Regions from separate parts of the Mus musculus genome. Here regions 1, 2 and 4 are each linked to region 3. Evidence: chromatin contacts called from public HiChIP or PLAC-seq data. All regions are on one chromosome and are shown on one strand. Each heading gives the region's core, a stretch centred on a gene start, on an enhancer-like site or on the middle of the called end of the contact. The rest is flanking DNA. Distances are from core to core; before and after follow the strand shown. Region 1 overlaps 4933435C09Rik (a long non-coding RNA gene). Region 2 overlaps Gm36660 (a long non-coding RNA gene). Region 3 overlaps Rad51b (RAD51 paralog B). Region 4 overlaps Gm46361 (a long non-coding RNA gene).

Region 1 (7,553 bases), core at 882-3,381, 570 kb before region 3:
TTTTGAGTTTACATAGGACAGTTACCAAGGTAGATTATAGTTTGGGCCATAAAAATGTTTTTTAAAAAAGACTACATTTGATCAGGGAATGTAGCTCAATGATGGAGCCTGTACTGGCTAGTTTTGTGTCAACTTGACACAGCTGGAGTTATCACAGAGAAAGGAGCTTCAGTTGAGGAAATGCCTCCATGAGATCCAACTGTAAGGCATTTTCTCAATTAAGGGGAAAATCAAGGGGGAAAGGCCCCTTGTGGGTGGAACCATCTCTGGGCTGGTAGTCTTGGAAAGACTAAGAAAGCAGGCTGAGCAAGCCAGGTGAGGCAAGCCAGTAAAGAACATCCCTCCATGGCCTCTGCATCAGCTCCTGCTTCCTGACCTGCTTGAGTTCCAGTCCTGACTTCCTTGGTGATGAACAGCAGTATGGAAGTATAAGCTGAATAAACCCTTTCCTCCCCAACTTGCTTCTTGGTCATGGTGTTTGTGCAGGAATAGAAACCCTGACTAAGACAGAGCCCTTGCCTAGCATGTGTGAGGACCTAGGTTAAGTTCCCAGCCCTGCAAAGAAAAAAAAGACTACTTACATTTATTCTTTTAATTTTAAATTGATATTTTTAAATTGAATGAAATTGAAATTGAAATTGAAATTTAATCACCAGATAATTAAAAGTAAATTAAATTAGAAGTAAAACCAGGAATATGTTTAGGAAAAATATCCAGATATTTTCAAGATAAGTGAAGAAAATGCAAGGATACTTTAGAATTTTTGTTTTGAACTGATGGAATTAATAAGATATAATTTGTGTGTGTGTGTGTGTGTGTGTGTGTGTGTGTGTGTCTGTGTCTGTGTCTGTGTATGAGACAGGGTCTCACTAGTAGCTCTGGCTGTTCTGAATCTCACTCTGTAGACCAGGTTGGCCTCTAACTCACCCACCTCTGCCTTCTGTGTGCCTCCATGCCCAGCGTAAGACATAATTTTAAACTATGAAACTCTCTGTTTTCACTTATTCACCATGTTGTACAGCAATCACCAGTGCCTAGAACATTCCCAGTACCTATGCCTATTAGCAGCAGGTAGTTCCTGCTTCTTCTTCCTACAATCCCCTAGAGATCATTACCCTACCACAGGCAGGTCAGCTTTGTCCTAAGCTCTGTCTGTGCTCTAGACCCATACATTCCCAAAATGTTCATTTTGTTTTGAGACAGGGTTCACTTTGTAGTCCTAACTGGCATGGGACTCACTATGGAGCCCACACTAGCCTTGAACTCACAGATCTGCCTGCCTCTGCGTCTCATCCAGACCCTTCCCCAAATGTTCATTTGCTGCAATAATTTACTGCACTGTCTGTAGTCCCCACCTCCCTGTGTCCTATGAATAAGGATGTGTAGGCAGCTCTGCCTGTCTGCGTTGCTGGTAACCACACTCGTGGGATTTTCCACCATCCGAGCTAAATATGTGTGTGCCGTTTTCTCCCGCTAATCTGTGCTGACAGTTCACTCCAGTGACCCTTGAGAGGGCAAAGGGCGAAGGGAATATGTTTTCCTTCTCCCCTACATTACTAAAACCTACTGGACCATATGCTTTAAAATAGTAAATTTTAATCACGTGAGTTACAACTCAACTTAAAAATATAAGGATCTGATAGAAGTGACTTTGTGTCCCACCCACATCTGGCCTGATTCAGGTTGACCTTCCTGCCAAGTTGAATCTCTTTTCTCAAGAGTCCACACTCAAGGACATCTGTCTGGTTCTCAGCATGGTTCCTGCAGGCTTCCTCCACGACCCGTGGCGGAGACTTGAGCTTTGTGTTTTAGCAGCCATGGTTATTTTCCTATGGTATTATTTCTTTACTGTCTATTGCTAACTTGCTCCATAACCAGGCTCGGTTAAAAGGATAAAGGATGATGGAAAAGTGCTTTGCAACTTCCAGAAAGCATTTCCAGACTCGATTGATCTTGATCTGGCCGTACAATGACAGTCTCTAAGGCTCAGGTCCCCAAAATAGAGTCTCGCTTAGAACAACTAAGTTGTGTGTTTGAACAGGTTATGGAGAGATGGCCTCTTACCCACAGCCTACAAGGACATTACGAAGGGCCATAGGCTTTTAATGAGTAACTTCCAATGAAAGGCTTCGATTAGTCTGTGTTGTACACAATTACCTCAGTTATTAGTCATGGGGAGGATCCAGGGGTTACGTGGCTTGGCCTCATGTGCTCCCCACTTTTATCATGCTGTCTGCGAATCCATTTTCTCCAGCAGGGATGTGTGGACATTCCTCTCTTTGGAGTCAGGGTCTGAGTCACATGACTGCCTTTTGCCAGCTGTGCTGTGATCAGAACTGAGTTCCCTGGTCCTCCTGCCCTTCCTTCTTTCCTCCTTCCCTTCCTTCTTTCCTCCCTTCTTTTTTTTTTTTTACCTCTTCCTTTTCTTCTTCTTTCTATCTCAGCTTCCCCTCACCCCAGCCCAATTTTGGTAAAATATAAATAACTTAAAATAGATGATTTGGGGCTGTGTGTGTGCACATATGTATATATGGTATATGAATGATACATGTATGTATTATGTATGTATGTGTATGACGTATGTATTGCGTGTATGTGTATGATGTATCCATGTATGTATGATGAATGCATGTATGTGGACAGGGAACAACCTTGGGTGCTGTTTCTCAGGAGCCATCGCCCTGCTTGAGAAGTCTTACTGGTGTGGAACTCATCGGTAGCCTAGGCTAGGGAGCCCTAGGGATTTCCCTGCTTCTCTCTTCTAGGAGCTGATATTACAAGCACAAGCCACTGAGCCTGACTTTTTTAACTTGAGTTTTGGGGGTCTGATCTCAGGTCTTCACGCTTACATTAGCAGTGCTTTACCAAATGAGCCATCTCCTTGGCCTGTATTCCAGCCAATTTAAAACATGCAATTCTGTGGCCTTAAGTACATTCACACCTATTTGTAACCAACACCACCATCTGTCTCCAAAACTTTTTCATCTTGAAAAACATGAAACTCTGTTCCCACAAACCGATGATTTTCTCCCAACACGTAGCAGCCACAATTATACTTCCTATTTATGAATTTAATTAAGATACATACCTCTTATAAGAGGAGCCACATGACATCGGTGCTTTTCTCCCTCTCTCTCCACAACTGCAATCAAAGGGTCACATATCCCCTAGGCAAGTAAGTGCTCTACCACAGGACTCTATAATACATATTATATCACATGCACTATGTATATTATATAGTACTATCATACTATTGAAGCATACGCATGTGAATATATGTGTACTTTCCCCCACCCCCTTTTCACTTCTGCTAAATTGTCCAGGCTAGCTTTGAACTTGAGATTGTCCTGCCTCAGTCTCTTGAGCAGGTCTAGAGACCTGTGCTGCCAGGCCTGGCCTGCTTGCTTTTCTTGACAGCAAGGAGTCATGTGGCCCTGGAGCTGACCCCTCCAGGAACTTGATATGTTAACCAGGCCAGGAGGAGGGATAGGAGAGTCTCAAACACACACACACACACACACACACACACACACACACACACACACACACACAGAGAGAGAGAGAGAGAGAGAGAGAGAGAGAGAGAGAGAGCGCCCCAGACAGAGTCAGGAAGACTTTCTGTGCCCTGATGACAGCTGGAAATTCTTTCTGCTCTTCTGTGAGTCGAGTGCTACAAACAGGGGACTTTTCAAGCCCAATTCCAAACACAGGAATTCTTCCCTCGTCAGACTGTCTCCTGGGCCCCATTGAGCCAGCTGGCCTTCCCACGCAAGCCGATGCACTCAGCTGTGACTGCCCGTTCCCGGGTCAGCCTGCTCCAGCTCACCCTTGACGGAGAACACCGGCTCCCTGACAGCTTCGGCTGCTTTCTGTTCCAAGTTGCACAGAGCATCATGAAGACTTTTTTTCAAAACGTGTAGGTCAGCCACTCACAGCAGTTCCTGCGGCCTCGACTGCCATGATCTTTTTATTTATTTGGCCTGTTCTTTGGCATTCGTGACAGGGTCTGAGCCTCATACAGATCCTTCTGGCTTTTGTGGATGTGAATATACCAACTTCTTCCTCCTCAAAAAGAACATAGTGCATTGGATTTGGGATAAGAGTAGAGCTAGACTGGAATCAGGGAGACTAAGAAACAGAGGTGGGGTCCAGGGGGCCCTGGGATGTCCTATGTCAAATCTGATGGCGGGAGGCTGAGAGTGAGCTGCACTGTGCATCACCAAGGCATGAGGACACGTGGACCCCTCCCTCCAGTGACAAAATTTAGCTTTTTTTCAAATTTGTATGTGAGACTACAGTGCCGACTGTCACAGTCAGGCTGTATCCCCTTCCCTTTTGCTAAAGCCATGGACTGATGTGGCCTCCGTCTCTGTCTCACTCCCCGCCCTGCCCCACAGTCTCTCCAGGAGTTACACAGTTCTGTAAGCTCCAGAGATTCTCTCCATTGAAGATTGTGCCAATAGGAGAAACTTTGTCTGCAGGAGACCCAGCTAGAGGGGACGGAATGTAGAGGGAGCAGCAAGACTTGGAGGGGCAGAGGAAGGCCTAGAGAACAGGAAAGAGGTTATCCACCACAGAGCCTGTAAGACAGTAGCCTCCGATGCTGAAAGTCAGATGTAAGCAATCGCCCTAGAGGTTCCGAGAACAGAATGACACGTTCTCAGAGGTAACTGGGAAAGAGACTGAGCCCCAGCTGCATGTCCAAGGTCTCTCTGTTCTGACTCCAGTCCACCCAGTTGGTAGGAGGACGGTCCTAAGTGACGTCAGTATACCTACAGAGGGCACATGCAAGACTTTGGGCCACTGAGTCAGGGATTCCTTAATTTTCTGGGTACTGAATCAGGGATTAGAAGCCTGGGGCTATCTTACTCCCTGACTCTGTCCTCAGTTTTGGCAACGGAGAACTTTGGCTAAATCTGAGAACAAGATCCAATTCAAACGCAACTGGCTTTAGTTAAATATGTATGGTATACATATGACATTAAGAACGGTTCTCTGGTCAGCCAGGGCTGTGCACGCAGGGAGATGAGGCCGGCTCAGATGTTGCTCTCCTTGGGGATGAAGGAGGGGAGCTGTTCTTTTGGAGGTCTGCAGGTTTCTTGGAAGAGCAAGGCTTTGAGCAAGACTGGGAAATACAATGTAGCAAACAAGGAAGAGAGGTGTCAAAATGGCAGACAAAATGGGTGAGCAGAAAACTGTGTATGTGAGGGCTTGGCTAGCTCTGTAAGTGGGGAGTAGGTGGCTAGAGTCTAGACTCAGGTCCTGAGCCAACGGCTGCAGGCAACAGGTGGCAAGAATCAGGCTGGCAGCAAGGCAAGGCCCTGACCCTGGCTAGGGAACCACATACACTATGGAGTCCTCCTTAGTTTCTAAAGGGAAGATGGGTTGCTGCGAAGGACCCTGTGTCCACAGATAAATAGACCGTAAGAGAAAAAACTCAGAGGCCGAGAGAAAAGTCTGGGAGAGAAAAGACTGAGGGCTTTAATTTAGATAACATTAGAATATGAAGGTATATATACATATATGCATATACACATATAAAAATATACATATACAATATATAAGCACACATGTATATGTATACATATATGTATGTATACATATGTGTACATGTACATATATTATATGCATATATTATATAATGTATATGTATATATACATATATGTGTATATATTCCGAATTAGATTGCTTGGGTTTGTGGAAGCTAATACTAACTTCAAGGGGCAGATTTCAGCCTTGCCAGTGGGGAGGCTGGAGAGCTAGTGTGGTCAAGCAGTCTCAAGAAGAGACATGAGTCTGAGAGATGTTTGATTTGGTTTCCTGCAGTTCTCCATGGTGTCTGTGGAGATGCGGCCAGCAGTAGTGGGAGTTTCAGTAGAATTGTGGGAATTTCAGTAGCTAGAGATGGAGGTTCATGGAAGTAACGGCAGGAGACGTGACTCTGGGTGATGAGGACGAGGAAGGGGGCTGGGTTGGCAGAGAGGTAGGTTGGCGTGTACAGAGGAGGAGGACAGCGGAAGACTGGCAGAGAGAAGCCAGGTGATCCCAAGGTAGAATCCAGATGGTGGTCTGGAGGCACAGCGCCCCCAGGAGGCGGCTGCGAGGAAGGTGCGTGGGCTGGGCCTGAGGAAAGGAGTAGACGCAGAAGGTTTGCAGGACCCTATGGGAAGTGTGTTCTGGAACCAGAAGGTGCCAAGTGGGCAGAAAGCAGGTCTGAGGGAAGCCATTCCAGCCCAAGGGAAGAGGCAGCCATGCTCTGGGGTACTGCCACTCAAGGATGACCACGAGTGTACCTTTGAATCGCAGCAGAACCTGAACATGCAGCCTCTGATCCAGGAAAGAAGGAGGCTCAGATGACCGGTGTGGAAGGCCAGGGGCAATACTGGGCCAGGTAAGTAAGTTTAGTTTGCAGAGGAGGTGGGGACACCTGCTGCCCTGGCATGAAGGAAGGTAAGCAGCCATATGAAGGGACTCTGAGGTGAGCCAGGAGAGGCCAGAAAGGGTCTGAGGAAAGACCAGACAGAGCCCTACCAAAGAGGGCCATGAGATGTTCTACAGAGGAAAAATGGAGGTTGGGGCAGAGTCGAGGAATCTGAGAAAGGTGCAGTTCTCAGGGGCAGCTGCCCAGGTGTTGATCCACCCCCAGCATGGTATGGTGCCTAGCCTCCCTGCAGGGTCAGACAAGACAGCTTCAGGTTCAGAGAGGGTGCAAAGATTGATTTAGGTGGGTCCTTCTTGACAGCCTTGAGGAAGTTAGGGACAGAGGGATTGAGGGGACACAGAAAAGCTTGCAAGGGGACACGAGGGGAGCAGGGAATGAGGGATGCACAGAGAACCACAGAAATTGGTGTGGGGCAGAACCTGGGGGAGTGGATGTCCAAGGCACACAGTAAGTAAGCTGTTGAGCCTATTAAGAGGCGGTGTTGTGTCTGGAGAAATGTGGTTGATGCAGGAGGATGGATGGCGAGAGGCAGGGAGAGGCTGGGCCAGTGGCCCAGTTGATTAGAGACCAAGGACGAATCAAGTCCTGACAGACTGTGAATGGAGCCCAGTGCCCTGTGTGGAGAAGTGCTTCTCCCATACAACAGCACTTAGAGGTGCAATGGGTGCTCTCAGAGGTAAGGGGTGGGGTGCTCTGTCCTCTCTCCCTAACCCTGCTTTGTGGGGTCCTTGGCTGAGAGGCTAAGGTTCTAGCTTTATGACTTGGGTGATGCCCCGGGGAAGACATTTTGGAAAAGTGTCTCTTCTTACCTGCTGCCCACCACCAGAGCCTGCTCCAGGGCACTCTAACCCCTTGTCTGGTCCCCTGGCTAGGGGTGGAAAGGGGAAGGGTCAGCCTCTTTTACTCCACTCAAGTGTCTTCTGCATGCCAGGGACCTTAGGCAAGGAAGAGACAGGCCATCAGCACTTCCTGTCTTGGAAGGACAAGCCGCTGCCACCACCGCCAACAGACGGACAGCACAGTGGGATTTCCCGGTTCCAATTTGTTCAGCTCAGTTTGATTCTTTCTTTCCCTAGTGAGATTCATGTGGTGATGTTTGCTCTTCGGCAG
Region 2 (7,566 bases), core at 4,989-7,488, 640 kb before region 3:
CTGTGGTAAACAGGAAATGGTTAAGTAGGAGCAGGTGGAGCAGTCCATGCAGAAGCAGGGCAGGAAATAGCTGAGCCGATGAATGGACTCACAAGAATGCCAACCTCCTCCCTAAAGCACTGGCAAAGCCTGGGCCACCTCTTCCCAGCCCCCTATGACATGTGCCCAGCCCAACATGGCCTCCTCAGCTCCACCCGAAGGACTTCAAGGAAACCAGAAAGTTGGGAGCCATAGGGCAAAGAGAAGGGAGTTCCTCCATGGTTGCCTGTGGGTCAGGCCTCCTGTGGGCCTACGGTGGATGGGGCTGCAGGAGGTGAGCAGACTTGGTTTTCCTCTAGAGTTCCTTGTTCCCTGGTGAGCATTTTGCACTGGTGGGCACTTCCAGAAGCATTCTTCTCCACCTGGTAAGCACGTACAGTACTCCTGTGTCCTGGACCTGGGCAAGCACTGGTATCGCAGGCTTCTGTCCAGGCTCTCTCATTAACTCCTTAAAGCTCAGCTACGTTCTGAGGGGGTCACATAATCCTCCCAGGAGAGCTGAGGAGCCTAAAGGTGGGGGAAGTAAAGTGAGGGGCGCTAGGCTGGATGCCCCCCCCTTCATGCTGTGCCCTAGGACTTTCTTCCACATCTGAATGAATCCAACATTTAGGAAGTTCTCTGGGTTTGGTGGGCTTCCCTCTTCTCCAAAATCAAACCAGTGTTCTTGGTCATCTTTGGACCCTTCTCTCCTGGGGATTTGGGGCTTTCCACAGCTCCCTTATGAGTGGACTTTATCTCTGTAGAGTAGGTATCTGATTGCTCTGGACTCGAAGTATCCTTGATAGTTAGTCACTAAGGATCCTGGAGTATCCAGGTATATTCCTTCAGTTCAGATATCATTGGCAGGATCCCTACATTGGATTGGGCACCTGGGTGGTACACAGGAACATAGAGGCAGAAGTTGCCTAATTCTAGTGATGTTACAGCCAACTGTTCCCTAGCACCAGGCGTTTGGACACAGCCATTGTGCATTAAGGTCCATGGCTTTGGGCTTAGGTGTCCTTGACTCCTACCCAAGCATGGCAACAATTTGAGGGAAAGCAGCTTGGCTCACAGGTTTCATGTACACCACAGGCATATCAATCACCAAATACTGATAGTGACAGAATTATACTTATTCTATGTGTAGCATGCATTGAAGTGCAAGTGGGTTTTTATCCATGTATAGGCCTTTTAAATACCTGTTCAAATACAAGAAGAAATACTTGATTGTTTCTGCTTCAGAGCTTAGAAATTGAGGCCCAATGAATGGAAATCAGTGTCCTACTTATGATCATAGTAGTGGGTTTCCTGTTCTCTGAATTGAAGCTTGGGTAGTCTGGCTTACTGAATGACCACTATACTGTGCTGCTTGTGTGAGGAGACTTCTGAAGAGGCCCTGGAAGACAGAGAAGTTCAGTGGGGCAGAACTATGGGAGAGATTGGAGGCCTCCATGGCCAGGTGAGGATGAGCTGTATATCATAGGGGCCGTCAAGGTTATAGAAGGCCCTTGAACTTTGATCACTCTATGGCCCTGGCCTGAAAGTCCACTGGAGAAAATATGGACTTGGAGAGGAGGGAAGGCCTTTAAAATAATGTTGGTAGAAAGACTTGAACCACCTGCTTTCAGGAATTGCTGCAAAGCTTGGGTAATCAAGACAGAAAAAAAGGATGAAAAGATAAATATGACAATAGAACAGAAGGAGTGAGATACAACTGCACACAGGAAAGGTGGGGGTGTTGCCTCTCTGTGCAAGTGCACATGCAAGTATGTGCACATGAGCATGCCTGAGTGTGTGTGTGTGTGTGTGTGTGTGTGTGTGTGTTCGGAGGTTAGTGTTGGGCATTGTCTTCAGTCTCTCCACTCTTTACTCTTTGAGACAAGGTCTCACTGATGTGGCTGTACTGTCTAGCTAGCAGGCCACAGTGATCCTCCTATCTCCAAATCCCAGCACAGAGAGTCACTCACTGTGCCTGATGCCACTCTCTTTTCCTTCCTTCCTTCTTTCCTTCCTTCCTTCCTTCCTTCCTTCCTTCCTTCCTTCCTTCCTACTTAGGTGCTGAAGCTTTCATGCCAAGCACTTCACCAATGGAATCATCTCTCCAGCCTTTAAAAGAAAGTTCAGTGAAGCGAGAATGTCTTAAAAGCATTGGGAAAATTGGATATCTATATGTGAAAAGGAAATAAGGAAGAAAAGAAGGGGACAAAGAAAAAAGGAAAGAGGAAGGGAAGGAGCAAGAGGAGGAGGGAGGAAAAGCAGGAAGAGCAGGAGGATTAGGAGGAGAAGCAGAGAGCAGGTTGTTGCAGGATGTTTGATCACACTCTGAACCCTGACATTGTGTTATTTACTGAAAAAAAAAAAACCAACAACCTGTTTTTAGTTGTGGTGTGGCTCAGCCTTAGCATATACCTTTAATCCTGCTAGTGGGAATACAGACATGCCCTGAGCACATGCCTTTAATCCCAAACAAGGTGAAGCTAGTTTGTAGAAGGAAGCAGTCATGTTTGAAAGTGATGTCTAATTGAGTGCCAGACGAAGAGATGAATCAGAGAAAGATTTGGCAGAATAGGATATGCCCAACTCTCATGAGGAGAGGAAAAAGATCATTTGGGAGAGAGCAGACAGAGAGAAAGAAAGAGGAAGGAGGAGGAGGAAGAGAAGGAAAAGGAGGAAGTTTAACTGGGACAGTTGAGGCAGGTTGCAGAGAGAGGAGAGGAGAGGAGAGGAGAGGAGAGGAGAGGAGAGGAGAGGAGAGGAGAGGAGAGGAGAGGAGAGGAGAGGAGAGGAGAGGAAGAAAGAGAAAGAGAGAGAGAAAGACAGAACTAGAACTAGCCAAAGAATGAGAAAGAGCCAGGGATTAGAACATATTACCAAAGTTAGTATGAGGCCAAGCAGAGCTACTCAGTCAGAGGCTGAGAGAGAAGCCAGGTTGACTCAGTCAGCTTGGAGAGGAGCGTGAGCCACAACAGCTGAGTTGAGTAAGCCAGGCAAAGATCAGAAAGAACTAGAAAGCATGAGTTTATTCAGCAGCGATTCTCCGAGGCTGTGACATTCTAATCCTAGCTTAGATTGGATGGAGGCTAGAGGCCTCTGAGACAGGAATTATATCAGGCAGACGAAGGTTACGTTTACAATGGGAGGAGCAGGAGGAAGACAGAAATAATACCAACATTGGCCTACAGTTCATAGTCAATAGTAGATGGAAATGTTGCCACTTTACATATAAAAAGACGAAGACACAAGAGAAAGCATAAAAAGGAAAGTCTCTGAAAGTACAAGTAAAGAACACAGGTGAACATCTTTGTGATTTGGGGTACACAGGAATTTTTACGTATGACACTGAAAATATCACCCATAAAGCTGGCAAATTTGATTTCATCAAAACTTAAAATCTCAATTAAAAGGATAAAAGGACAAGCCACCAACTGAGAAAAAATATTTACAAGGACTCTGTCTTGACAGAGGATTTGCATATAAAATAAACCAAGTCCTTCAAAGTCTGCAAAAAGAAAACAATTCTAACTATTAGATAATTGAATATAACCCTTCACCAGAAGAAGAAATAAGCACAGAAAAATATGTTCCACATCATTAATCACAAAATTGAAATCATGGTGAAAAACCACTACATATCTTTGGAGTGGCTAAAAGAAAAAAATGTTAAAAACAAAACAGCACACATGCATACAAAACAACGCACACAAAACAGCACGCATGCACGCACATAGAGACAGGCCCTTGTCTCCAAGGCTCATGAGCGGATTTTGATCCCTGGAACGCGATGGTGGAGGGAGAGAATCCACTGCAAGTTGTCCTCTGATCTTTACACATGTGCTGAGGCACACATGACTCCCATCCCCCACCCCATAAATAATGTTAAAGAAGAAAAAAGGAGAGAAACCATGCTACCTCAGCAGCTGGGGAAACCAACCAGAATTCTTGCACATTGCTTATGGGAGTTCAAAATAGTATCCTCACTTTGAAAAAAGTGTTGACCGTTTAATATAAAAACAAGTGCATAGTTATACCCCAGAAATACTATTTTGGCATTTACCAAGGGGAACAAAAAAACTCAGGTCCCCGGAAAGACTTGTAAACAAATGTTTATAATGGCTTTCATCGTAATGGTCCAACACAGGATGTAACTCAAAGGAACTTGGGTGACTGAAGGAACAAACTGCCAAGCCCTCCTCGTGGTGGCACAGTGCTCTTGAGTGAAATGCATGCTTACCATGGAGAACAAAACAAACAGCTTGGTGCATTAGGCAAAGCCAACCCAGCCAGGTGAACACACACAGAGCACAATGCCATTGAAGTGGCATTCAGGAGAAGGCAAAACTCTAGTGGTACAGGAATTCCTGAGGAATTGGGGATCTGTGCTGGGGGAGAGGTTGACTGAGAAGAAGCACTGAAGAACTTGGGGTGGAGGGATACCTTTGCAGCTCCATTGGAGTGCTCTCATGACTGCATGCATCCTTAGTTAAGGCCCTCAGAGCTAGAGTTTGTTTATGTATGTATGTATGTATGTATGTATGTATGTATATATTTAAGATTTATTTTATTTTTATTATGTGTGCATGTGCATTTGGGTGCCTGCAGAGGCCAGACGGAGGCATTGATCTGAAGTTGGAGGTGGTGGTGAACTCCCTAACATGGATCAGCTGGGAGCTGATTCAGGTCCTCTGCAAGAACAGTGTGTGGTCTTAACCACTAAGCCATCTCATCTCTCCAGCCCCAGAATCAGAGGTTAAAAGTGGGTAAATTTTAGTATGTGTAAAGACTGTCTCAACAAATGACTTAATACACACACACACACACACACACACACACCCCACAATATAAATACATTTTAGGACCACTGGATAACTTCTTAGGGGAAGACCCACCTGAGACATCATTCCCAATATCATCTCTGTATGCCAGAGTCTTCAGCAAGCTCCTACACAACCTTGCTGTTTGTGGTTCTCCAGGGCTAAGAAGGGAACTAGTAATCATTGGTCCCTCTTTGGGTGCCAATTGTTGAGGCTCTTGTTTTCATTAACTTGAAGCACCCTGGATGACCAGTAGGTCAAGGTGAGGGGGTCTCTGACAGAATGGGAGAGGAAGACGCATGGGAAGGGTAAGTTTTCCAGGAGGCTGGAGAAGGGTGGGATGGGAGCTGAGTCTTCAGTTTGGTTCCTGTCTCTGGGTTGCTTTGGGTAGGTACCCCGTGAAGGCACATGCCCTTCACTCCCCCATCTTTGCTCTTGGCTGGACTCTGTAAGTCTTCCTTCCCAATCTGTGATCCCTCCTGGGCTTCCTTCCTCTGTGCCTCCTCCTCTGCCTCTTGATTATTCAATACCCAAAATAAGCTTTGAGATTCTTCTTCTAAAGCAACTGAATATAGGTGGCCTCTGGATCCCCATCTTGTCCCACTTCTACTTCTCTGGGCCTTTCAGGGTTCAGATTGTCTCAGGTGTTTCAGTCTTGTTAGGGGCTTCATGGCTAATAAGAACATTGGGTCTTCTGGGGCAAATGTCACGGAGCAGACTTTGGTGGTCTTGTCATGCAGGTGAAGAAGAGAAAGAGGATTGACTGAGGTCATCTGCTTGGGTCCGTTGCTAAAAATTTCCCCATTTGTTGCCTTCCTTCCTCCCTCCCTCCCTCCCTCCCTCCCTCCCTCCCCCCCCCTCCCTCCCTCCCTTCTTCCTTCCTTCCTTCCTTCCTTCCTTCCTTCCTTCCTCCCTCTCTTCCTTCCTTCCTTCCTTCCTCTCTTCCTCTGCTTCTCCCTCCCTTCTTCCCTCTCTTCTATCCTTCCTTCTCTTATCTTTTTCTTCCTCCTCCTCTCCCCCTTCTCCTCTTCTCCTCCTTCTCTTTGAGACAAGTTTCTCTGTGTAGAACCGGCTGTTTGGAAACTCACTCTGTAGACAAACTGACCTCAAACTCAGAGATACTCCTTCCTCTGCCTCCCAAATACTGGGACTAAAGGTGTGTGTGTCCCCTCCTCCCCCCATTCTCAGCTAATCATTGTGTCTCTAAGAGGCATTTTCCTAAGGTGTGAAATGCAGAGCAGCCTTTCTGGTGACCAGAGGATTTGGGAAGACACCTTGAGCCACATGCCCCTCTGATTCAGTCTTCTTATGCTGGATACACACCCCACTTCCAAGGCAAGGGCCCACAGCTGGTCCACAAGTCATCCTCAGACTCCCATTGTTCTGAGTGAGTTCTGCTGTCTGGTAAACCATGAACAGTGTGGGTGTAACACTAGGTGACAGCAATCAATGGGTGACAGCCTGGTAGCTGACTCACTTCTGCAGATTTTGAATCAGACTAATGTTATTTCCTTTGATTTCTGGTGGACCAAGCCGGATTCATCAGGACACCTGTCGCTGAATTCGGGTTTTGGTGGAAGACAGTGAGTTGACTGAGGGCCTGAGGCCCGTTAGAGAAAAGCATTGTCCCAGAGACTAGACAGTGGGAGCTAAAGCTTTGCAGAAGGACTGGTGGGACAGAGGGACAGAGGAAGCCTGCCCAAGTGAGAGGGCTCAGCTATGGAGCTCAGGAAGTGGGAATGTGCAGTGTTCCTATGTGTAAATAAGGTTTAGTGGAGGCTCAGAGAGTGTAGAGAGAAATGATACAAAGTGAAGGGTGGATTTCTTTCTCCCCTCTCCAAGCTGAATGTCTGCATTGAAGTTGTCTTTCAAGTGACCTGGAATGAGACCTGAGTAGACTGAGGACCTATAGCTGGCAGATGACAGGCTGTCTGACTAGCGGCTATCAGTAACCAGGAGCTTCCCTGGGGGCCCAAGAGCTCTGCAGAGTCTCCAGGGAACCTGCTTGAGGAGGACTCCAGGGGATCTCCTTGAATACACGGTCTTCTCTTTCTCTCCCACTTCTTTCTTCCTGGGCTCCTTCTGGTGTCTCGAGCTTGACCTGTTAGAAAAGAGGACAGGTGTGGAGGAGGACACTGTGGGGATGACTCTGGCACATGCCCACACCAGTGATGAGACGTGGAGCGCAAAGACCCAGAAGGGACCGTCGAGAAACTGCATTGCCGAGGCACCAGTATTCCTGGGTATACAGCTGGACCCTGTGTGACTGCCCCAAATGTTCCCTGGATTCCTCATCTCTCTCCAGGGAGAGAGGAAGTTTTATTCCTGGTCCCAGTGACACCCTCTTCAGCTCATCTTATGGGTAGAGAAATGAGTGACTCCTGTGCTAAGGACTCTGGGAGAAGAGTCTGCCCTACTTAGTGCTTCCCTGGGGAGGAGGGGCCGGTAAGCAGAGACAGTGGCTGAATACGTGTGGCCACCCCAAAGGAAACCTCTCTCCTGGGCTCTTGCTATCTTCCTCTGAGATCATCGCCCATCTTCTTCAGTTCAGCTCCCTCTCCCTTTCTGTGTGTTTGCTAGACAATTTCTCACTCAAATATTCACTTCATAGCTCCGAAGTAGCTGGGCACTCTGCATGAACTTCATGTCATTGGTGAAGGTATTGTGGCTGTGCTCTAGCCATTGCGGCTATAGAGGGAACAGATCCTAGGACCTCCCTAAGAGTTCCGGAGTA
Region 3 (6,999 bases), core at 32-2,531:
CTGCCCCCTCTGCACCCCACCCTGAACACACACCCTGCTAGCAAGATAAATCGGCCAGCTTTCGGCATATGGAAGCATTTTTATATTGTCAGCTCTGGTGGGGTAGGGAGGAAAACAATTTGCAAATGCCACTCAGTGAAATACACACTTTCAAGTAAGCCTGATTAGAGAAAGGTTCGTGTGGCAAGCATCGCATTCAGTAAATCCTTCCCCTTTCGTGGAGAACGGAATGTTAACTTTGTATAAAATACAGCAGAGTGATCAAGAAAGATGGAAATCAAGTAAAAACTGTAAGATTCTTCAGGACATGGGAGATTATTAAAGAACTGGTCTGAAATATGTAAGCAAATGAGCTAATTTTTATTTTAAATTCCTTATCCAAATAGTGAAGTGTCGGGAAAAGGAATGGGGCTGGGGAGGGGGGCAGCTAGAGAAGGCTAAGCAGACTCTTCAAAGAGCCGCACCAGGCTCCTCCTGACACCCCCCAAGCCTGCTGCTCCCCCTCATTTCTTTACCTCCTTTCTATAGAGCAGGAGTGGTGCCTGTGCAGAGCACACAGGACTCACGAGAAGACAACCCAGAGCCATCATAGGGTGGCTATCACCAGGATGCTCTATGGAAGGCTGGGCTGCAGACAGGAGGTACTGGGGTGATCTAGACAGTAAATGTGTATTTACATATCCTGTATGTCTTGCTTTCCCAAGGGCATGATCCCTCACCCCACTCCCCCAAAATCACTAGCAAAGGACCAAAGGCAATAGTCAAAAGGTGGAATCTTTTCTAGCCCTTGAATTTCTCTAATTCAAGTATTTCTGCAATAGAGTAAGGATTTTTTTTTTCCTTAAACACACATATGCACAAATAACAGGGAGAGACTGGTTTTTGTTTTGTTTTGTTGGGTTTTAGTTTTGTATAAACATCAGTAATTTAGCCACAAGGAAACCAAAAATGTTCAAATAATAACCTGAATCACAGACTCAAATTATAAGTAATCCTAAAACCAAGCCTAAACAGACTATGCGATGGCTCTAATGGAAAAAGACAAATGTTGAATCAGTGTCTCAGGCATCAGCAGAGAAGCTCCCTCTTGTAACAGATGGGAATGAAGCAGAGAGACCTACCTACAACCTGACAAGAATTGGCAGAGGGAGAGACTTTGGAGTACTGGGTCCTAAAAAGATGTCTTCATGGAAGCCGTCCTCTCAAGGCTCAGAGAACTGTGCAGAAGGGGAGGCAGAGAGACTGAAAGAGCCAGAGGGGTGGGGCATGACTGACATCAAGAAAACACTTCCAGATACCAGGGGACTGACTCACGAGTGAGCTCCCAGAGACTGTGGCAGCATGCACAGGGCTTGCATGGGTTCTAGTCAGATGGGTCCTGGCCCTGAGAAAGAGAATATTTTTCAAAAATCGGTTTTCTCCAGTGGAGCCTCACTATGTATATAAACCACACTTCAGGGTAGGCTTCATGCTCAGCAGTAGGTCAACTCAAACCATACTTAGCTGAATATTTGTACACTTTTGTGTCTCATATTGCTTTGTTTGGGCAACTGTTTATCATCTGGTCTTTTGTTGGTATATTATGGTTTCTGATTGTGTTTTTATGGTGTGTGTGTGTGTGTGTGTGTGGAAGAGAGAGAGAGTTTTTCTTGAGCTTCTTCTTCTTCTTTTTTCTTTAATTCTAGGGGTTTTGAGAGAGTCTTTATTATTGGAGCCATGGAGACAGGGATAAGATGGAGAAAAAGAAACCATGATCAGAACATACTGATGAAAAAAATACCTTATTTTCCATTTTAGAACAAGAAGATGAATGTGCCTCTGTCCTCTGACTTTAAGCAAATATTCTCCCTGAGTCTTTAGGGTACAAAGGAGACAATGAGGAGGAGGAGGAAAACTGAGAGAAGGTTAAAACTAACAATGCAAACAGAGCTGTGTCTTAGCTAAGCACAGAACTTAACGTCACTAAAAGAGCCCAGCTGTCTTTCCCACTGGCATGCTCTCTGGACTCATTCTTCCAGAATGTACTAAAAGTACTAAGAATGCTATGGAACACAATTAGCCACATTATTTACAGGCTATTTCAGGTTGTAAACTTATATTATTATTATTTTAACTTTTCTCAGTGAATGAGAAGATGATGAAACTAAATTTCAGTTATTTGTCTTCTCTCTCTCTCTCTCTCACCCTCTCTCTCTCTCTCTCTCTCTCGTGTGTGTGTGTGTGTGTGTGTGTGTGTGTGTGTGTGTTTGTGTATGTGTATCAAATTCATGGAAACTTTAAAAAATAGAAGTAAATTTCTTGTTTATCTAATAAATTCTGCTTATCTCAGTAAAAGAACCTGGCCAGCCCATAATGAAGTAGGATAGGGGTCAGTGTTCCTATCTGTCCTGCTCCAGGCAACCTGTACACTTTTGCTTTGACATCTCAAGGCTAACTGCCAATTCTGATGGTTAGCCAAAGGGGAAGGGTTTTCTTTAATTAATCTCTTCATGCAGCAATTCATCAGGAAACTGATGAAATGTAGCCGCATACCATACTAAAGTCAGCTAATCCCCATGCATGGCTCTGGGAGTTATCCTTCGTTCAGCAGCATCCTGGGGAGAAGGTTTTACAGTCAAGTCAAGGTTCCTAGCTGCTCAATCAGAGCATTCAGCAAAAGGCACACAGGAAGTAAAGGATATTGCATTTGGAAAATTGGAATTCTCTTTGGAAAGAGAAATTAACTAACCCACTTAAACAAATTAAAAATAGAGAAATAAACTGTGCTGGCATTACATGTTAATACAACAGGAATTTGAAGTTTAAGAACTACTTGGGCCAGAAACAGTCTAAAGTGGCTTTACGAGAATGGAAAGAACATAATGAGATTTGGGTTGACAAAAGAAGTAAAGAATTGAAAAAACAGGAGGGGAGACAGGAGAGTGTAAGCAAAGGGATACAGCAAGACAGGGAACTTTCTGCATGTGGTCTGAGGGATTTAGATGGACTTTAGTCTACAGTAGAAGCAATTAAGTAAAGTAGGTGTTTAAAATAAAATTGGTTGAGGGCTAGGGTGATGGCTTCATGGTTAAAAGCACTGGTTGATTATGTAGAAAACCCGGATTTGGCTCCTTGAGCACCTACCAGGTGGTCACAACTTCCCATTAACTCCAGTTCCAGGAAATGGAAGCCCTCCTCTGTTCTTCATGGGCAGCAGACACAGATGTGGCACACATACACAGATGAACACAAACACTCATAGGCATATTTTTAATAAATAAATAATCTTCTAAAGAGAAACAGTTGAACAAGTGGAGGAAGTCTGGTTTGTGGTTGCATTTAAATGTCAAGGAGGCAAATCTAACCCTGAAGATTAGATCGGTGAGGCACAATTAGTTATCACAAGGGAGGCAGCAACTTGAGTCTCTTTCCAGTGGATGGTTTAAAAACAACAACAACAACAACAAACAAACCACGTGTGACAAAAATTAGAAGGCAGCAAAGGAGCTGTTGAAGCTATGCACACGTGTGTAGCACTAAAGGCCTCAGGTTGCAGCTACCAGGCAGTCAGCGTCTACTATCTCACTTTATCATGCACAAGAGACAAATGGGTACCCTGGTCCCCAGAAACAGGGGTAACAAATGGTCCTTGTTTTAAGATTAACTTTTAAGCAATTTGTTACAGCGACAGATAACTAATATAGACTCAAGCTAGAGAAAGAAGCCCAAGAAAGATCAGGGAAGCAGGAGAGGACGAGGACAAGCTCCCTGAAGGCAGCGCTTCTGTGGGTTTTTCTGTAAGTCATTCATGCTTGTGCACGACTGTGATCCAAAGCCTAAAGTTTGTAAATCTTCACCTCTCTCCATCCACACCCAATCCTAACTCAGTCCTCCATCTTAATTATACTGACCTATACGATGCAAAAATTCATAACCTTTCACGTTTTCCTTTCCAAATCATCCTAAATTGGGGGTTAAGATACCAAAGGGCTTTTATGTGTGGTAACTACCTAAAGTAATTAGGCAGTTGTTTTTAAAAGACTAAACTTAAGAAGCATAAGAAAATGGGGTGTTTAAAAATTGACACTTAAAGTGAACACCGAATGCTCAATTTTACTTTTATTCAAAGAACATCAAAATGTTCAATTTTCAAAATGGTCCCAAATTAATCTACAATTTTGCCACTTAAGATATAAATACCAATCGTAAGCAGTTGTAATCAGGACAAATTCTTACGTTGAAAATGTTTGTGGGCTTTTACACAAAACAGCTGCCACCCAGGATGACTAAAATAACACAAATTAGATGTAATTGAGTTAAAGGACCACACCAGGTTTGTAATTCAATTTGTCCGATGTGGTTTGGGTTTGGGGTTACCCCCCTCCATCAAACCACAGTTTGAAATTTTCATCAAATGAGAAGTACAAAAGAATAGATATAGAAGGCGAATGGTTAGCGAATGTTTAGCATGAGTAATTTACATAAAGTCCACTTCAGCAGTGTGGAGAATTTTTGTTGTTTGTTGGTTTAGGTTTGGTAGGGGCAGGCATTTGTCTGTTGAAACTCCTTACAGCCAGCTTCTCACTTGCACAACATACCCTATCTGTAAGTTTCACTGTGATCTAGTTTCATAACTTAGCACACTATTTACTTACAAGTATGGAGTAGATTCCAGGCCAGATTCAAACCCACTTCTAGGCTCTAATCCAAAATCCTCAAGATCATTAATTCTTATGGGTAGAGGCAGAATTTTCACTACTAACACTTCAGTGGCCCCAGACAGGGCTGATTGTCTCTTGTTGATAGACGCAGCTAATTACATTCATTATGTTGGTTTTTCCCTTATGGGTCTAGCTATCACAGACCTAGCCCTAGAACACTGTTAAACTAAGCTGCCTTGAAATTAACCAAACTCTCACAATATGTACTCACTGATAAGTGGATATTAGCCCAGAAACTTAGGATACCCAAGATATAAGTTATAATTTCCTAAACACATTAAACTCAAGAGAACGAAGACCAAAGTGTGGACACTTTGCCCCTTCTTAGAATAGGAAACAAAACACCCATGGAAGGAGGTACAGAGACAAAATTTGGAAGTGTGACGAAAGGATGGACCATCTAGTGATTGCCATATCCAGAGATCCATCCCATGATCAGCTTCCAAACGCTGACACCATTGCATACACTAGCAAGATTTTGCTGAAAGGACCCAGATATAGCTGTCTCTTGTGAGACTATGCCAGGGCCTAGCAAACACAGAAGTGGATGCTCACAGACAGCTATTGAATGGACCACAGGTCCCCCAATGAAGGAATTAGAGAAAGCACCCAAGGAACTAAAGGGAACTGCAACCCTATAGGTGGAACAACAATATGAACTAAGCAGTACCCCGGAGCTCTTGTCTCTAGCTGCATATGTATCAAAAGATGGCCTAGTCGGCCATCACTGCAAAGAGAGGCCCACTGGACTTGCAAACTTTATATGCCCCAGTACAGGGGAACGCCAGGGCCAAAAAGGGGGAGTGGGTGGGTAGGGGAGTGGGGGGATGGGTATGGGGGACTTTTGGTTTAGCATTGGAAATGTAAATGAGCTAAATACCTAATAAAAAATGGAAAAAAAAAAGAAATTAACCAATCCCTGGCCTTAGGTTGCCCCCAAACAAAGCAATTTGGCCACTGGGATTTTTAGGAAAAGAGCTGGACTTAGAAGTTTAGTGCTGCCCCGCATCATGCCCTTAACAGTAGGAGTCACTCATGATAGGCAAATTTTGAGATAGAATTTTCCAAACGAGCGGGTTGACCAAGTAGCTCTTCATTCACATAGGAACATGACTATCAAGTTTCATTTCAGACAATTGTATCTAACAACATTTCTCTGAAAAATGAAAATTAAACAAATCACATAAATAAGAACATGTATCAGGGCTGGGGTGTAGCACAGTAGTAGAATGCTTTCCTGGCATGCACGAAAGCATAGATTTGTTCTCCAGAAACACACACACACACCAACGGTATATACCAATTTGAAAGCTAATCAGAAAACAGATACACCTCATTTGATGTTGCATATAAAGTATTTGGACTTTTACATATGTTATGAAGTCATTGTGTCTTTGGGAAGAAAAATATGAGTGTTTTTACTAAGACAAACTCTAGTCTCTTAATTTTTAACTTTGGCAAATACATACATGAAAATCAGATAGCCTAATAATTTTCTTTTGCATAACATTCCTCAATACCTTAAAGCTGACCCTTCTAAAGCCAGCATTCTTCCCAGCTGTCTTAAACTTCTAAAACTACACCAAAGAAACTTTAGCTTCTTTGGTTATTCAGGGAATACTGCCATTAATAATGTCAAATGAACAGGGAAAATAATTTTTAAACATATTTTAACTATCAATGGAGATAACAATATCACGGAGACTTTATAGCTGAGAGACTATTTAGTCCTCTGCCTGCTGTCTAACACCAGCAAAAGTATATCATGAACCTTCATAAAAATCAAGATTCAGAGGTGCTACTGGTTAATTATAGGTGTCTATAAATAAATCAGATAATGAATTTAAAAGTGATTAAGACTATTATTACTAGCTAGGACATGCATAGGGCATGCAAACTATCTTAGATGCCTAACTATTCTTTTTATTCTAGATAGAGAAATGGACAGTAGACTTCTTAAAGGTGGACGGATGCACTATTGGGGCAATATTATCCTATACCCTAAATTCATTCAAATTGAGCCCAGTTCTACACAGCTTTAAAAAGCTTGGCTCCAATAAATTAAATGGATCTCAAACCACACAGCCACTTAACAGATGGAGAAACTGAGGCAAAGCAGAGTGATGAGATTCACCCATGGCAATGTGTTAAGATGCCATTGTAGTTAGAAAATAAATAGCCCAGTCTTTCCTCTGAGACAGAATGATGCAGTCACATGACACTCAGCAATCACGAGACTTCCCCAGAAGCAATCTGGAAAATAACAAGAACCAGGTGTCTCGAGACTCAGTTCAAACTG
Region 4 (7,951 bases), core at 2,560-5,059, 520 kb before region 3:
ATATTGAAAAAGAAACTATCTATTGGTAGCATCAGCTTGTACCCAAGATGGTACTAGAGGTGGATAAGAATGATCAACATCCCCAGAGGGAAGAGGCCCAGGTCCGTTCTCCACTGCACTGAGGACACAGGGGATAAAGCATATTGTCATTACTGTCATTATCGTTACCCAAGTTGGCTTATTTCTTCATTTTTATTTCTGTCATGTGTTTATATGTGTTGGTGTGTGAGTGGTATGTGCACCCGTGTGTTTGTGTGTTCACACACCTGTGTCTATGCCTACAGCTAGGCTAGCAGCCAGGATGATGCCTCTGTCTCTGTTTGCTGAGGTACAGGGGTCAGAGGCATGTGGCCACACCCAGATTTTAATCCTGGTATTGGAGATTCAAATTCAGGTTTTCAAAGACTTCTTATGGACTGAGTCATCTCCCAGTCTCTATAGCTCGTGTCTTTTTTAGCAATTTTAAAAAGATTTATTTATTTTTATATATTTGAATAATTGTCGCTGTCTTCAGACACACCAGAAGATGGCATTGGATCCCATTACAGATGGTTGTGAGCCACCATGTGGTTGCTGGGAATTGAACTCAGGACCTCTGGAAGAACAGTAAGTGCTCTTAACCACTGAGCCATCTCTCTAGCCCAGCAATTTTTATTTTATATATATATATATAAATTGTCTTAAGACAGGGTGTCACTATGAAGCCCTTGCTGCCCTGGTATTTGTTCAGTAGACCAGGCTGGCCTCTAACTCACAGAGATCCTCCTGTCTCTGCCTCCTGAATGCTGAGATTAAAAGCATGCACACCGCACCTGGGTTTTGGTAATATTCTAAAAGATAACATTGACCTTGGCATGTCAAGCCATCATGAAAACACATAGGGTAAAAGTATGAATCAGTCCAGCCAACAGGGACTCAGGACACCCATGAGCATGCTAGAGATGTAAACAGCAGGAGGGAGCGGCTGCTCTCTTGCTGTGCCTGTGCTCCCTGGCATTGGAACATTGCCACACCGCTGCTCTTGACAATAGCTTCAGGGCTGAGTCAGATCAGCCTGAGTGGCAGATCCTACTTTAGTGTGAGAAAGAAATTGCCAAAGGTACAGATTTTCCAACAGCAGTTCAGATGTGTTTCGAGAGTAGTGAGCACTCTGTCCTAGAAGAATCCAGCCCCTGGAAGCTGAATTTTATGACCCAGGCAACCACGGGCTCTCAGATCCTACTACTCGGTGGTTAAAGACTGAAGGGGGGAGATCTGAGTCCCACCCTTGCCCAGCAGTCAGTCACAGGAGTCCCGTGACTGATTTTTAAAGTTGTTTGGCATTGCCCTCTGAGTCTTCACCACCATACCCAGGGCTTTCTGCTTACCGTCATTTGTTATATTACAGGGATTTCAAAGATGGCCAAATTCAACATATGAGAAAGTCAAGGGCTAGTTCAAGGTTATGGCATGCCTGGAGTTTTACACTCAAGGACTGTGTAGGAGCTCCCCAGCAGAAATGCTTGCCTTTGACAGAATAAGGCCACTCTGCTCCCTGGGTTATAATGAGTCTTCCTTGGACTCCCGAACAAATGGCTCTGAAGTCACCTTTTGCTGGAGGAAACATGGTCCTTATAGGCGGGAACTAGAGTGGCCCCTGATAAGGCAGCGCATCCTGTCTGACTCCCCAGCCACACCCTCGCAGCTGGGCCAGCTGTGGTCTTTGCTGACTTCAAAGAAACTGCTTCCCTTGGATCTACATCAAGGACTTAAATGAGAAAAGGGTCCTCTGACCTTTCTAGTGAAGGATGGGACCACCTTTGTAGGGTGTGTGCGTGCGTGTGTGTATTTTTCCGGTCACTATTATGTTTTCACACACTGGATATAAAATATCTCAAAACAATCACCGGAAATAGTCTTTCACCTATGGCCAGAGACTGGAGTCTGGCCCAGTGTGGGAGAGGCTGTGCTCCCCTGTTGGAACCGGGGGCCATGTAAGCATACTAGCAAAGGTGGGTGGCCCAGGTTTCAAACTTTCATTCTGAGGTACCCTCCTCCAGGAGTGCATGGTTTCTGATTGGATATGGCTTCTTGCCCACCATCGTGTTCTCCTTGAGAAATGTCCACCTAGGAGAGAGACCTTGTTCTCAGACCCATAATCTGCCTTGTTCTCAAGGTTTTCCACTTCAGCTGCAACCCAACCTGACAATCAAGAGCATTCCAGGCCTGAAATCCAGCCCTATCCTGGTATCTTGAGAAGGTGCTTTGTGGTGGTTGTGGTCGGCCGTGTGGGGAGACAGTGGGATTTCCACCCATTCTGAGGTTAAGGCTGCTGGGTGCTGACCGTGGGAAGCTGACAGACTCTGTGGCAGTAAGGGCTGAAAATACTTCCCCAACCCACACCACCCTCAAGCCTTTAGGAAAGGGAGCAGATCCCACTCGGCCTTGCAGGCCTGAGCTGCAACACCAGGCTCAGCAGGCTCTGTTACCAGAAAGTGCTAACAGGGGCAGCCCAGGCCTCTGTGAGAGACCTCCCTTGAAAGGATCCTGGCCAGTCCTCTGGCCAATACCCACTGAGAGGCAGAGAACAACCACGAAGGAAGAAATGAGAAGCCTGAAGGTTTATAGGGAGGCTATTTGGCCCTACCCAGCCTCTCTGTGGGCTCTCTCAGCCACTATCCATAGAGCTTGAGGTTTAAAGAATGCAGGGAAGAGAGAACAGGCCCCAAACTGATTAGGACCCAACTTTCCAAACAGACACAGGTCACCCTCTTCCTGCCCCAAACACCAGGCAGAGCAAATGCTATTAATAACTGCAGCCTCTCTCCAGGCCACGAGGGCTGAGCCTGCTCCTCCAACTCGGCCAGCTGTTCTGAAACAGGTTTGGGAAAGTAATCTTTGGCACGTAATGAAAAGGGTGTGTAAGGGAGGGGGGTGCCCAAGAGTTCTCTATCAGGGCCAATATTATTTTTAATTGCCGAGAATCAGCCTGTGGCCGTTACTCAAGGCTGCAGAGACCGGGTTTGCCAGGGATCGGAAACCAACTTCAAGAGGAGTTGAAAAGCTCATTCCAAAGACTGTTCATTACTGAGCTGTGGCTTCTTGTGGAAAATCAGGTTATGTCTTGACGTTTGTACAATCCATTCTCCATGCCACCTCTCTCCCCCCTGTATCCCGCCGAGAGAGTGAGCGAGCAGTGAATTTGAGTTATCTGGGAATTTTAGTGTCTGACCCCCCCCCACAACCTCCACCCCACCCAAAGCATGACCGATGGCCCATTTTTCAAGCCAAATCTTGCCCCATGTAGGCAGCTGTCATGGAACCACAGAAAGTACTTGAAGGAGCACAAGCAATGGCTGGTTCTAATCTGGAGGGGGAAGAATATGAATTAACAAGGCAGTTCCTTATGGAAGAATGTTTTCTTTTCTTCAGCCTCAGCCTGCATATTTTCACAACATGTGTACTCTGTTACCTTGTCACTTCCCTGTTTTCTTTGGGTAAATAACTGGGCTCTGGACTTCAGGAAGAAAGAAAGAAACCCAGCCCAGGAGTGTCACTAAGGCAGGCCTGGCTAGCTGAACTAGCAGGGAGGAAGGAGTCTGTGCTGAGGGCCAAGGCAGCTTGTGCAGACTCAGTCTGGCCGGCCTAGCAGGGGCTGTTCACTGATCTCTACAGGTACTGGTGTGGGAGTGAGAGACCCGGGCACTGAACTGCCCAGCTGGGCCCTGTGCTTGGCAGACCTCAAGGCTGCAGGAAGTAAACAACTCTCCTTAGCTGAGTCAACTGTGAAGGCCTCTCTGAACCCAGCAGAGTCAACAAGGCTCACAAAGGCTCTTCTGCCAACTCTGCCCTTCCACTGGCCAGTGAGGCAGCAGGGATGAGAGAGGCCACTCTTGTGGTTCCCAGCAGTGAACCAGGGAGGAACTGGCAGGAGCCAGGGCCTTCTGTGGAACATGGGATAGGCTCTTCCTCCAGATCGAGAAAGTGTTTGGATGTGTTGGTGATGGAGTCCCGTGCAGATGTCCAAAGGCTTCTGTTCTTGTCTTCCAGGGATGCTGGGCTTTTCACTTGAACATTCCCCTGTGGTGTCTGTCACCTACTCCAGAAGAGGTAGAAAATAAATAAATAAATAAATAAATAAATAACCACTGGGCCACTAACTGGATGTCTTTCAAAGTTGCACTATTAAAGAAGGCATGAGATGATCCGTTGTGGGTTCCTTTAATGAGTGAAGATCTTTTCATTATAGAGCAGCAATGACTCTTTTTGATTTTGATTACATTTTTATTTCTTCATCTGTGCACGTGTGGGCACACATATAGGCGGTGGTCAGGAGACAGCTTGCAGAAGTCAGTTCACTCCTTCCACCACTGGGTCCCAGTGAGTCAAAGTTGGGGTGGTCAGGCTTTGTGCAAACCCCTAATCCACCCAGCTACTTCACCAGCTGAGTAACAGCAACTCTTACTTACTCAGCTCTTCACCACTGATAGTCAGAGAAGAAAATCAGAATTAGAAATGATGGATGACTCACGCCTATAATTGCAACACTTGGGTGACTGAGGCAGGAGAATTATGACTTTCAATCCGACCTGGGGTACATAGCAAGGTCTTGTGTTCCCCCCGCAAAAAATTAAACAGAATATAGAACCAATAAAATAATACTATCTTATTGCTCTTGATATTATATAGCATGTAAAAGAAGTTAAGTTTGCCATGTGTCACAGCATGCTTGCAGGAGAAACTGAGGCATACCTATTCAGAGACTGAGACTCTCATAAAGTCCAACAGTGGGCTTGGGAAAGGAAGGGTTAACTGGCTGTTGTCTGGGTGGCTGCATACCTATGTTTCTTTTTTTTTTCCATCTGCTCAGGAGCCTTTGATTCCAACCTTGAAATTCCCTGTCTCACCTTGTAGATCACACAGCCCTCCAGCCTTCCTGGGACAGATCTTTGGAACTTTAAAGTTGAATTTTCGGTTGCAAAGGTCTGGTCCTCATCTGCTGAGCACCTCTTTATATATCCCTGGAGTGAGGCAAATGTCCACAGGAGGGGTCACTTTGATGCTCAGGATGATCAGGATGGTGACTTTGGAAGCCATGCCTATCCTAAATTGCAGACTGCAAGGGCTTGTGGAAAAAAAGGAGACAGAGAGACAGGGGGAAGCAGAGACACAGAGAGAGACATCAGAGAGAGTGAGAGACATAGAAAGACACAGAGATAGACAGTCAGACAGACAGAAAGAGATAGACCGAGAAAACAGGCAGACAGAAATAGAGAGAGACAGAGAACCAAAAGCTTTCTGGGAACTGGGGATGAAGATATTTATAGTTTAAAAGTCGATTCTTCATGTGCTTAAATTGTACAAAGCCAGCTTCAGAGAGTGTCTGTGGGGGGAGGATGGGAGGAGCTTCCATGATAATGAAGACCACAGCTAATGGGGCCTTGCTCCCTAGGCCAGGGGAAATGCTTTGCATGTACTTCTGATTTTGCAATCTTCATAAGAACCCTCTGTTGTAGGTATTGTTGTCCTCCTTTACCGGGTGAGGAATCTGAGGCACGGGGTAAATATATAGCTTACTCCCACTTACTCAGAGAGACCCATAAAGTTGGGACCTGAACCTAATACTGCGATATACCAAGTGCGGTGTTTGAATTCAGCATGTGCTGCCTCTAAGAGAAAGCCGGAGTTCCTGCCTCAGAACGAAGACATTCGTTGCTGGCTGGGTTGCTCTCTATGGCTGTCTCATACCCACAAGAAGGCTCTCCAAGCACCGACAGAGTATTTAGGCATCAGGTAGTGTGCCCACCTGGAACCCTGTGCTGTGGTTTGACAAATAGCCACACTGAGAGTCTCCGTCATGAGACCTCCCTCCTGCTCACTCCCCATCCCTGGTCTGGCTGGCTTATATTTGTAGCCCAGCCTGTACCTGAACACTTCTAGCTTTTGCTTCCTCTTACGTATTTCCTCTAAGTGCCGTTGGCAGGCTTTGCAGAGTTGAGACACGTGTAAGCATGGCCTGCCTAATTCCTGTTGTATCCCCTATAGACAACCCACACCAGAATCCTTTCAGCTGCCTTATGAATACAGATCCTCTCTCTCTGCTGGAGGCTTCCCTAAGGCCTTCTGCAGTGGGACTGGTTGTCTGCATTTTTGGGGCATCTCCTCAAGTGATTTTGATATGCTGATGACAAGCCGGACTTGATCATTTGAACACCAGCTACACTCTGGTGCCTTAGAGCCTGTAGGAGTGAGCACTGTAAAGATTCCACTGAGATTTAGGGCACCAACACTGGTGCTCTACAGCAGGGATGCTGGGACAAAGGGATGTGAAGAGTAGCGGAGACGGGTGTAGGAAGCTGGGCAGTATTTCTGCCAGCCGTATGGAACTCCGAGGTGGTCAAAGGCTCTGGCAAGACTATTCTACAAAAAAGGTTCCAAGCAGAGGCCTTCGGGGTCTATTTCAAGCAGCCAGGAAGCTGCTCTGTTTCCTGCTGGGAAGTAGTATCCCTTTTGTTTTCTCTAGGCGATCCCAGCAAGCAGGATGGAGAAAAAATCAGGCAGAGTCAACTAGAGAGGAAGTCAAGAGGCCTCACAAAATGGAGAGAGCGATGGAGACCCAGACAAGTGAATTGTGGAAGCAGGAGACAGAGAGAGAGAGAGAGAGAGAGAGAGAGAGAGAATGCCTGTGTGTATTGGAGCATGTGTGCATAAGTATGTTTATGACTGTGTGTGTTTGTGTGTTCATGTGTGTGTGTAATTGAGCATGTGTATATGTATATTCATGTGCATGTGGGTGAGTGTGTACAGGCATGCATGTGTGTGCATGTTCATGTGTGTGAGTATATGTATGCATACATGCATATTTATATGTATGTTGGAATATATTTCCAAAGTTCACTTCAGAGTCCTCAGACTCATCAGTGGAAGACATCCCAAGCAGTCTACTACGTGCAGAAAATGAAATTAAGCTTTAAGTCGGTCAGTTGGAGTTGAGAAAATGAAGCAAACAAAAATCTTGAATTGAAAAAGGAAAGATTTCCCCCTTACTTCCCCAATAACTCCAAAGGAACAGGGCACAAAGTACTTCAACCTTGGCCTGCAGCAAGCCCGGCTCATCTGAAGGGAAACTAACTGCTCTTTTTGTGAAAACCTAGAGCATCTAGGGATGGTCAGTGGAGTGACTTGGAGGTAAATCTGCCTACTAACTGGAAAGATGGCTCAGGGAGAGCTGAGGGGAACAGAGCTGCAGTGCACAGAGCCTTGCGGTGTGAGTAGAAGCATGATGGCCTCTGGGCTTGGGCAAGATGCTCCGGATTCTGGGGCCTTGACTTCTCACCCTAAAGAAAGCAGGAAGCTGAGCTTGGTGGTTCATACATATAACCACTTGGGAAGCTGAGGCAGGAGAATTGCCATCAGTTAAAGATAAACTTGGTCTATTCAGTGAGTTCCAGGCCTGTCTGAACCATAAAATGTGTCTTTTGTTTCAAAACAAACAAACAACCTAACTCAAACCAAACCAATACAAATCACCCTCCTCTACCCAATACAGAGCAAAACTGGGGTGGGGAGCAAGTGCCCAGTTGGTAGGGCTTGTCTTGCAAACATGAGGTCCTGAGTTTGGACTGCAGAAACCATGCCTTAAAAAATAAAATAAAATAAAATAAAATAAAATAAAATAAAATAAAATAAAATAGATGGGACCTGGAGAGTTGGTTTCTCCCCCCACCCCCCTCTCCACAGTGGCTCCTGTTCTATAACTCCAGTCATGTGGGATCCAATGTCCTTTTCTGGCTTCCAATGGCACCAGGCACACCCATGCCAGGCACATACCCATACACATAAAATAGAATAAAAATAATGAGGGGGTGGGTGGGGGGAGCTGGGTGTGGTGCATGTGCTTGCAATCCCAGCACTGGGGAGAAAAAAAACAGATGGATTCCTGGGGCTTGCTGGCTGTCCAGCCTAGCTTACC

The links. HiChIP or PLAC-seq counts read pairs in DNA pulled down with a chosen protein or histone mark.
Region 1: a contact with region 3 is called in an HNF4G HiChIP or PLAC-seq map of pancreatic cancer cells. The contact joins two enhancer-like sites. A contact is called at or near these places in 1 of 484 Hi-C or Micro-C datasets (bone marrow-derived macrophages) and 2 of 115 datasets of contacts at active chromatin or transcription factors (forebrain and pancreatic cancer cells).
Region 2: a contact with region 3 is called in a FOXA1 HiChIP or PLAC-seq map of pancreatic cancer cells. The contact joins two enhancer-like sites. A contact is called at or near these places in 1 of 484 Hi-C or Micro-C datasets (bone marrow-derived macrophages) and 3 of 115 datasets of contacts at active chromatin or transcription factors (embryonic stem cells, large pre-B cells and pancreatic cancer cells).
Region 4: a contact with region 3 is called in a FOXA1 HiChIP or PLAC-seq map of pancreatic cancer cells. The contact joins two enhancer-like sites. A contact is called at or near these places in 1 of 484 Hi-C or Micro-C datasets (bone marrow-derived macrophages) and 2 of 115 datasets of contacts at active chromatin or transcription factors (large pre-B cells and pancreatic cancer cells).

Annotation. Positions count from the first base shown.
Region 1 is chr12:79,945,504-79,953,056 of GRCm38.p6, reverse strand. It overlaps 4933435C09Rik (a long non-coding RNA gene), which reads right to left. Exons shown (of 3, transcript XR_381736.3): 2 at 7,253-7,378; 3 at 3,566-4,065. Among named protein-coding and RNA genes, the nearest start is that of 4933435C09Rik, 13 kb to the right of the region's middle. RefSeq lists an enhancer at 6,822-7,553. Within about 2 kb of position 2,131, at least 71 of the 459 cell types and tissues checked have an H3K27ac peak or open chromatin away from gene starts, as enhancers often do. A contact at or near this core is called in pancreatic cancer cells, where this site is marked.
Region 2 is chr12:80,025,198-80,032,763 of GRCm38.p6, reverse strand. All of the region lies in intron 3 of Gm36660 (a long non-coding RNA gene), which reads left to right. It overlaps Gm36834 (a long non-coding RNA gene), which reads right to left. Exons shown (of 5, transcript XR_381742.3): 2 at 6,834-6,933; 3 at 4,908-5,560. Among named protein-coding and RNA genes, the nearest start is that of Gm36834, 9.4 kb to the right of the region's middle. Within about 2 kb of position 6,238, at least 4 of the 459 cell types and tissues checked have an H3K27ac peak or open chromatin away from gene starts, as enhancers often do. A contact at or near this core is called in pancreatic cancer cells, where this site is marked.
Region 3 is chr12:79,378,038-79,385,036 of GRCm38.p6, reverse strand. The region is part of intron 7 of Rad51b (RAD51 paralog B); the gene reads right to left. Among named protein-coding and RNA genes, the nearest start is that of Rad51b, 84 kb to the right of the region's middle. Within about 2 kb of position 1,281, at least 74 of the 459 cell types and tissues checked have an H3K27ac peak or open chromatin away from gene starts, as enhancers often do. A contact at or near this core is called in pancreatic cancer cells, where this site is marked.
Region 4 is chr12:79,900,874-79,908,824 of GRCm38.p6, reverse strand. Gm46361 (a long non-coding RNA gene) reads right to left here. Exons shown (of 2, transcript XR_001780641.1): 2 at 4,243-5,000. Among named protein-coding and RNA genes, the nearest start is that of Gm51985, 5.7 kb to the left of the region's middle. Within about 2 kb of position 3,809, at least 114 of the 459 cell types and tissues checked have an H3K27ac peak or open chromatin away from gene starts, as enhancers often do. A contact at or near this core is called in pancreatic cancer cells, where this site is marked.